Regions from separate parts of the Ovis aries genome. Here region 2 is linked to region 1. The links are chromatin contacts, called in public Hi-C maps. All regions are on one chromosome and are shown on one strand. The core of a region is the stretch at or near the end of the contact, and the rest is flanking DNA. Distances in the headings are between cores, read along the strand shown.

Region 1 (4,366 bases), core at 516-3,015:
CTGCTGAAATTTCTAATAAAAACACCTGAGTGCTTTTTTAGTTTTTGAAACGTGGTGTCATTTTACTTGCTTCTCAGGAAAAACCCATAAAACTAATCAACTAAAACACAGCACTGCAATTTGCAGTAAAATCGACACATCTTTGTAAATGGTTTGGGGAGGTGAAAAAAGGCCCAGCCTTTTCATGTAAACATAATAAGCCTGTAATATGCTGCAGACAAACGCACTGCAAGGGGTGTGGAGGACCCGAGCTGATTAGATTACCACAACATCAGCCTGGGGCCGCCATTTTTAGAATCTGTAAAGGACAAAAGAGGGAAATTTCACTTTTTACTGGCCATCTAGGAGATTAAAGGAAAAAACTGACTCTTTTCCAATTAGGTATTGATGTCTCCAGCCTAGAGCTGAATGCACCTCACTTAATTCTCTCCAAGGTCTCCAGAACTCCTAACACCTTATGTTATTCACATCTCTAAAAGGTGAGGGGACACGGGCAAAACGGGGCTCACTCTAAAGCTAACTCTAGCGATTCCCCCTTGACTTTAAACTGTATCATTCGTAAAACACAGTCCAGCAAGAGTGCATCTCTAAGGAGCTAAGGCCGATGGAAGAGAGCCCTCCGGATTGTTTGCTCTCTCCTCCTCCCCTGTTTAGCACAGTGAACCGTTTGTTTCTCTTCTGTGTCTGCTGCCACAGTGTTTGTGCCAATCCCTTGGTCAAAATCAGCTTTCCTGAAATGTGCCATATTGTGGCTTCTAAGCCTCCGCTACAGTAAAAGGCGACGATAATGCAAGCGGGGAGGGGGCGGGGGGCAGACTGAGACGGCTGGGTGCTGGGGTGACCACCTCAGGGGCGGGTTTACCCTCTCTCGGAGAGGATGAGGAGCTGACTCGTTCTCCCACAAAGGGATATACCCAAGGCGTTCTTTCCACCCCCTTCGTATTTACGAGAAAATTGAGCCAGAGACTGCCAGGCGACAAATGGAAGCAGCATTAGAAAATGGGGCCTATACGGGTTCCCAGCACCTGAACAAGATGCGGTAGAGGAAAGGGAGAGAGCTGGCAGCTCCTGGGACCACTTCGACACAAACCCTACTAACAGTCACAAACCTACCTCCTTACCCCAAGCGGCTCTAACCCGCTGCCGGCGACGAGTGCGCCCCCTCCCTAACTCCCACTCTCAAGGGGGTTTAACTGCCAGTTTCCCCTTCCCCAACCCTAAAACCCGCCATAATGCTCCCTTCCTAGGGACAAGGAGGAAAAAGGATATATTCGAATCAAACAAGCAATGTCTAGCCCCCGCCAAGACACCTGAGTCAACGTCGACTCCCCCACACCGTAAGGATAAAGATGAGAAAGCCCCCTCCCCCTGGAAACACACGTCCCTCCACCCCGCAAACCCCAGGAACTCCCAAGGAGACGACAGGCACTGACCTGTGATGTTCACACACCAGACACCCGAACCCCGTTATTTGCTCGACCCCCAAGGAGTCTCTCCACACCTCCGCGGTCAGACGATCCCCCGACAGCAGCCACTGCAGACACAGGACCCGGCTCCACACACCCCCTCCCCAAACAGCAGCGCTCAGCCTCTTCGCCAGCAACCGAGGAGTAGGGGAGGGGGCACAGAGACAGTCAACAGGAACGCAGAGGCTACGGCGAGGCTGCTTAGAGTGTCTATGCCCCCTCTATTTGCCGCTCCCGAACTCAGGTACCGTCTCCGACTCAGCCCCCTGCGCCCGCTCAGTGTCACTGCCTCTCGCTCTGGGAAAATGGCGGCTGACGGCGGCGGCCGCGGCGGCGGCGGCGGCCGCGGCGGCGGCAAGTGCACGGGGCCCGCCCGCCCCGCTCCGCAGGGGCAGAGGGGGAGGGGACGAAGCTGCCCGCCGCCATTTTGCTTATGGGCTGCCGCCCGCCGTTGCCTCTCCACGGAGGCTCGAAGACAGCCAACTGGAAGCAGAGCGGTCAACAGAATCTCCGTCTATTTCACAACAGATGCATTCAACAATTCACCGAAGGTTTGGGAAAGTTTCGGTATTTGATGGGATTGGTTTTTTATCCCCTTTCCCTGAGTAGTCCTTAAGTCTGGATATCGGTAAGCTTGGGCGCGACACTACTGGGTGGAAAGATAATGATTGTAGGCCTTGGAAAGACCCCCCCCTCTCCCCGCAAGCACTTTCTCCCACTCCCCAAACCACCTCTGTCCTACTCTTTCCTCCCCCCCCCTCCCCCAGTCTGGCCTCCGGAGCGGGGTGAACTCGGTTAGGGTGTCACTCGACGCCCACTAGGGGCTGAGGCGGCTTCAGTGCGCAGGCTCCGAGCACCGGATAAAAGCGGAGCTGTTGAGTCCAGCGCCGTCTCGATGGAGGAGCGAGAAACGGAAGAGGTCGGGGGGAGAAGCAGCTGGAAAAATACAGCCACCGTCAGCGCCGCCTCCCTGCCACCGTGTATCGGGGTAAAAAGCTGTCGTTGCCGTCGGTGCAGTTGCCGTCGCTACCTCCTACTTCTTTGGCCCGGGGGAACGATTTCCCCGCCGCGGGATAACGTGCGGGGAGGGGATCGGGAATTCTTTTAGATGGCAGTTGACTAAACGGGGGAGGGTCAGACAGACGCTTATCTAAGAACAAAAGGGAAGGCCAAAAAATAAAGGGTTTCCCCAGCAAAATGACACGGTGATTGCGGTTCTTGTTTTCGGGGTCTTTCCCCGAAATGGCGGTTTCCGTCTTCTTGCTCCACAGCGACCCGGAGCGCTCGGTAAGCGGGGTGGGGAGAGGCAGAGGTGGTCCACGCAGCCAATCAGTGTCTGATGTGTTCTGTCGAGCGCGTCCTGATTGGCTAGCAGTGACCTCATGCTGCAGCAGCGGGTGGGGCCAGAGCCGCCGGGGGAGGCTGTTGCAAAGGCCGAGAGGGAGAAGTGACGATGGTGTTCGTTGCTGCCGCGCCCGATTCGGAACACAAGCTGTGGCGAGGGGAATCTAAAGGTTCTTCCTTGACTATTTTCTCCTGTCCCTGCGCGAGGTGAGGGCCCCGGCTCGGCCTCTGCGAAACTTTGGGGCGCTGGCGCGGACGAGAAAACAAATTCTCCCGTGACTTTAGGAACTGCGTCAGGGCAAGATGGCGCTGGGTCTCCTTGGGGCGCGGGGGGAGAGGCACGTCCACCGTCGCCGCAGCGCATGTGACTGGGCTGCATTCCTGTGGGGTTTGGCTCAGACCCAGGCGGGGGCGGGGGAGGGGAAAGGGCTGGGGCGGAGTAGTCTGTGGTGCGGTCGGCGTCGGCGGCCTGAAGAGGAAGAGTTGACTGAGGGCTCTTCCCCTCCCCCATACTGCTTAACAGCTGCGGCTCGTTGGGGAAGCCCCCCGAGGGACGGTCCTGATGGGGATGTGACGGCTGTTGGTGAAGGGAAAGACTTGTCGCCCTATTTTCTTATCTGCCTTTCTCCTTCGAAGTATACTTACGTAAAGTGGCTGGTCCCTAATGTGGGAGCTGGAATCAGCCACGAGTCAGGAAAGGCCACTGGACTGAGTAGAGTCTAGCTTCTGGGCCACAGCGCCGAGGAATATCGATTAATTTCTGAGAAAACTTAAGTTTTTCAGATTCGAATAGCAAAATAATCTTAAGTTTGGAATCAAGTGTGAAAAGTGTGATGATAAATACCCAGGAGCACTTATAATTTCCTGAAAGTTAAAAAGAAATCAAGGAGTATACCATCTGAAGTTTGAGGGCCCTTTTCAAACTTGTTGCTTCAATCTGTACTTTCTTCCCGTTTTCTCCCTGTTTGTATATCCTATAAGAATGTGAAATCCTATCAATTTTTTTGAAATTTAGACGTGATTAGTAATACAGAATAAAAACTGCTAGTATTGTAATATACATGAAGTTGTAAGGGTGTTTTCAGTATTCTTGGTCTTCTGTTGTTTTTCCTCTTAACTGTGGTTTTTAAAAATAAAAATGAAATTGTAATCATTTTTGGTAAATATTATTCAAGAAGATTCCTGTATCATGAAATATTAAAACTTGGCTCTTTAAATCACTTTTGTATAAGTATGAATTTTAATTTTAGTATTTGAAACTTTGCTAGGTGAACATTTCCAGCAGCTCAGAAGTTCTTATGGTCAATATTGGCAGGTTAAGTAGGGAAGTCTAATTTTATTTTTTTATTATTCCCGCTTGCCAAAGTAGTGTAGCAGCCATTAATTGAACTAGAGAAGAAAAAGGGCTTCTCACCTTGGGTGGTGTTGAGTGACAGCTGGGAGTTACTCAACGAAGACTTTTCCATCTAAATCTGACTTGCTTTTTTTACTGAATATCTATATTTGGTGCTATGAGAATGTTCGTTGGTCCTAAAAAGATAAGTTTAACCTGGAAC
Region 2 (4,366 bases), core at 846-3,345, 98 kb before region 1:
GTTTTGGTATTGGCACAATTTGTTTCAGCAAAACATATCTTGATATATTTTCCTAAGGGAAAAAATTGCCAAGGTGTAAAAGCTATTTGTACAATAGGACAGATAGTAAAAAAAAATTTTTTTAATGTTTTAGTATCTGATGGTTTTATTTTTGTTTTGTATTATACATGGTGGGAATGGGGTGGCTGTGTTTCTTAAGTGTTACGAGTCAGACTGGAGCTGATGAGTGGACTTGAGGCCCTCACTTATCAAAGGAGCCTTTTCTTGGCAGTTCTAGGAATGTGTGTTGCTCTGTCGTGTCTGACTCTTTGCGGTCCTATGGACTGCAGCCCATCATCCTCCTCTGTCTGTGGGATGTCCCAGACAAGAATCCTGGAGTTGGTTGCCATATCCTTCTCCAGGGGATCTTCCTGACCCTGGGATTGAACCCGTGTCTCCTGGGTCTCCTGAATTGCAGGTGGATTCCTTACCCCTGAGCCACCAGGAAGGCCACTGCATGTATGAATTTGTGTGAGTTTGGGAGCTTAGGGTTTGTTTTTAAGTAACTTCTATCAACTGTTTATAAGATAGCGCTGCTGCTGCTTATGCAGTTGAACACAAGCTGTACATACGATGACAGGGTGAGGTGAGTGCATTACCTGTGTTTCTTGGCGTTGTAGAGTTTTCCCACCTACCTTCATAATCCACATATTTGTTCATTTTAGAGGCAACACACTATTTTATTATTGCAATATTGCTGTGTATTCAGTATCTTTGTTCATTCAGTTTTCTGTGTGGGTTTACCTGGCCAGAAGTATGCCAGATATTCTAGAATTTCTTTTGGAATCATCTTTATCAGTTTATAGTATAGCTTTCCCGCCTTGTATGGTTTTCCTGTTACTATGCAGATTTTAAGGCGTCTCTCATGGTGAAGCAGCTCTCCTTTCATGGAAGATTGTGTGTACTTGGATGCCTGTTCATGGAGCTTAGTCTGAGAACGGCATCCTCAGGAGTAGATTTCCAGTTCTGAGCAGCTCGTGCTCAGCAGTTGCTCTTATTTGCAAACCTGGAGAGTGCTTATTCCACTAAGTACAGAAGAATGTCCCCCATGGAGCTGGTTTTGCCATGTGGTGTGTGTGCTTCCATAGTTTGCTCTAACGTTGTCCTGGTGACGTCAGCAGTCACTACAGAATCAGCGGAGCTGCATTAGAGAGGACGCGGAAAGAGGAAGGAGCGGCCTTGAGCAGAGCTGAGGTCTGGGGGCGCCTGCTTTCCATCTTTATGGCTCTTTGAAAATTACTCTTGGGATCATTTGTAGAACATAGTTTTGGTTTTTTGGCCCTGCCAGGCAGCATACAGACCTTAGTTCCCCAATCAGGGTTTGAACCCATGCCCCCTGCGCTGGGAATGTGGAGTCTTAACTTCCAAACCGCCAGGAAAGTCCCTAATGTAGTTGACTTTTGTTACTACTTAACATGTGGCCATACAATTTACACCATGTTACTGAGTAATATTAAATAATATTCATCAAGTATATGTACGGGGTCTGGCTGTGTTTTTGACCACAATTCTCTGAAGACTGAACACTTATAGTTTTGTGAGTATGTAATATAATTCTGCAGTGAGCATATTTGGGGGTCAGGGTTTATTTCCCTAGGTAGGATTCCTACAGCAGGAGTTCCTGGGTAAAGGGGTGGACATTCATTGGTTGCTCCCACTTACGCGTGCAGAGACTGTCTGTTGCTCCTCTCAGGTGGCAGGCGGCTGCCGCTTGGTCTCCATGCTTGGCTCTGTCCCTGTCCTCATGTGGGAGTCAGGAACTGACCTAAACCCTCTCCCTTTCCCAGAGAGACAGTCTTGTGATTTCTTTGTTCAGAACTGTGTGCACATCATGACAACCCTGTAGACAGACCAGTTCATAAGAATGAAAGCATCTCGGCCAAAAGGCAGTCGTTATGGGGTAATTACAAGTGGTTTTTCCTTTTGTTTTTTTACATTGTGATACTGTCTTTTGGGATAGTCTTTTACCATCTCTGTGATTAAAGAAAGAGGAGGGGTGTGCATCTACTCTGAGTCACAGACCAGGCCTCCTGAGAAGACCTTTGTGAGCACAGGCCCAACCCTCTGTGGGCACATGTTGTGTGCTAGCCGTCTGCTCTGTCCAGGCCACAGCGGGCATCCCTGGAGGGAGCAACTGGCCCAGCCCGTGTGCGAGGGGCCTGTCAGCAGCCTGGGCCCCAGGGCGTGGAGGTGGCCTCGCGGTGTGCAGGTCCTGTGGGACCTCCTGTGAACATTTGCAGCAGGGAAAATGAGTTATTCTTCATGACAGTCATCCTGTCCTTTTTACTTAGAATGACTTTTTTTCCTATTATGAAAAAGGCTATTACAGTTCCCAGACCATTTACTAGCATGTCAGTCACTCTGTCTGACATGAAGAGGGCTGTTCATGACTGGCACTTTTCTTTTTTTTTTTTTTTGACTGGCACTTTTCATACTGCAGTTAGAACATTTTGAAAAGGATAACTTAAGGCTTTTTATAAATTGATGTCTGATAGATTTTAGAACAGATTTGTGGAGATCAGTGGGATTTTGATTTGGGTGGACTCTAGAGTTGTGCTGTCCAGTGGCTACTTGTAGCTATTTAAATATTAAGCCTCTGTTCCTTAGTCACCAGCTCCATCCCGAGTGCTCAGTAGCTGTGTTGAGCTGGCAGCGACCATATTGGACAGCAGAGATAAAGTGCTGATACATCTCTATCATCACCCAAAGTTCTCTTCATTAGCGCTCTTCCAGATGGAAAGATTACCCTTTCTTTTCATGGTAACCTACAGAAAAAAAGCAGTCTATTTTAAGGAGTTCAAAATAGCATGTATCTTAAAGCTTTTTCTAAGCAAGTAAGCAAATTGCAGAGTCCCAAGTTGAAGAGTACCTGGATCCATCCTAGCAAATGAAAATATTCTGAGTGTCCTCAGCATGCTCCGCTTATTGAAAGAAACCTGGAACTGATACAGATGAATTTTTCCCTTTTAAATGAACCCCTGTTTACATTGACCAGGCTTCCTTAGTGGGGAAGCTGGCCTTTATTGTCGTGTAGTGTTGCAAAGGTAAGTATCTGCTTGATTGTGAAGAACTCAGCTGGACCAGCAATGGGAAATGCGCTTTAGAAGCTTTCTTGACATTGCCTGTTCTTCCCTGTAGGAGAACTGCGGCACATCACCAAACTGAAGCCCTGGAGCCTCTTTGATGTACTTGTGGAAAAGTATGGCTGGCCCCATGAAGATGCTGCACAGTTTACAGATTTCCTGATCCCGATGCTAGAAATGGTTCCAGAAAAACGAGCTTCAGCAGGCGAATGCCTTCGGCATCCTTGGTTGAATTCTTAGCAGATTCTGCACTCGCCCATTCTGAGCTGGCACACGTTGTCCAGCGCATTTGGCCCTAAAGGGGGACTCTCATTCTTAACAGGATTACAAGTGAGCTGGCTTCATCCTCAGACCTTTATTTTGCTTTGAGGTACTGTCATTTGACGTTTTGCTTCTTGTGCACTGTGATCCTGGGGAAGGGCAGTCTTTTGTCTTCAGCTTAGTAGTTTACTGACCCACTTTTCTTCTGAAAACAATAACATGTCTCTAAGCATTGTTTCTTGTGTTGTGTGACATTCAAATGTCATTTTTTTTTTGAACGAAAAATACTTTCCTCCTTGTGTTTTGGCAGGTTTTGTAACTATTTATGAAGAAATATTTTAGCTGAGTACTATATAATTTACAATCTTAAGAAATTATCAAGTTGGAACCAAGAAATAGCAAGGAAATGTACAATTTGATCTTCTGGCAAAGGGACATCATTCCTGTATTATAGTGTATGTAAATGCACCCTGTAAATGTTAATTTACATTAAATATGGGATGGGGACTCAAATTTCAGAAAAGCTACCCAGTCTTGAGTGCTTTGTAGCCTAAGTTGCATGTAATGGACTTTTAACTGCTCCAAGGAGTTGTGCACACTTTTCATCCCATGACAGTCCTTTTGCATTGGATTTTAAACAACTGGGTCTAGGTTATGTCATTCCCTGTATGGCACTTTAAAGAAAGGACATGCTTCTCATTCTGAAATACACATTATAGTTTAGTGGTCCCATTCGTATTTTTGCATATTTTTAATTAAAAGTACTTTTAAGGAAAAAGAGCAATTTCCCTTTAAAAATGTGGTGGCCCAGTACCACGTGGTGTTGCTTCCTCCAGGCACTGTAAGTTAAACTCTACATAGATTAAATTGGACACAAGAAATATGTTCAGTGTGGAATGAAAAAATACACATATATTTTTTGGAAAAGCTTATTTGTGTTTGTCTAGAACCAAGGTATGGTATATACAACTTGCAGTGCAATG

The links. Hi-C and Micro-C count contacts between places; a contact is called where the count stands out from the background.
Region 2: a contact with region 1 is called in a Hi-C map of hypothalamus, with 2.1 times the contacts expected there. The contact joins the enhancer-like site here to the promoter of KMT2E in region 1. A contact is called at or near these places in 2 of 16 Hi-C or Micro-C datasets (blood and hypothalamus).

Annotation. Positions count from the first base shown.
Region 1 is chr4:47,702,446-47,706,811 of ARS-UI_Ramb_v3.0, reverse strand. It overlaps KMT2E (lysine methyltransferase 2E (inactive)), which reads right to left and starts at 1,765. Exons shown (of 25, transcript XM_060414670.1): 1 at 1,434-1,765. It overlaps LOC114114509, which reads left to right and starts at 1,888. Exons shown (of 7, transcript XR_009600398.1): 1 at 1,888-2,017; 2 at 2,234-2,454.
Region 2 is chr4:47,801,025-47,805,390 of ARS-UI_Ramb_v3.0, reverse strand. SRPK2 (SRSF protein kinase 2) reads left to right here. Exons shown (of 17, transcript XM_060414671.1): 17 at 3,178-4,366. The coding sequence ends at 3,362. Among named protein-coding and RNA genes, the nearest start is that of KMT2E, 98 kb to the right of the region's middle. Within about 2 kb of position 2,095, at least 4 of the 54 cell types and tissues checked have an H3K27ac peak or open chromatin away from gene starts, as enhancers often do. A contact at or near this core is called in hypothalamus, where this site is marked.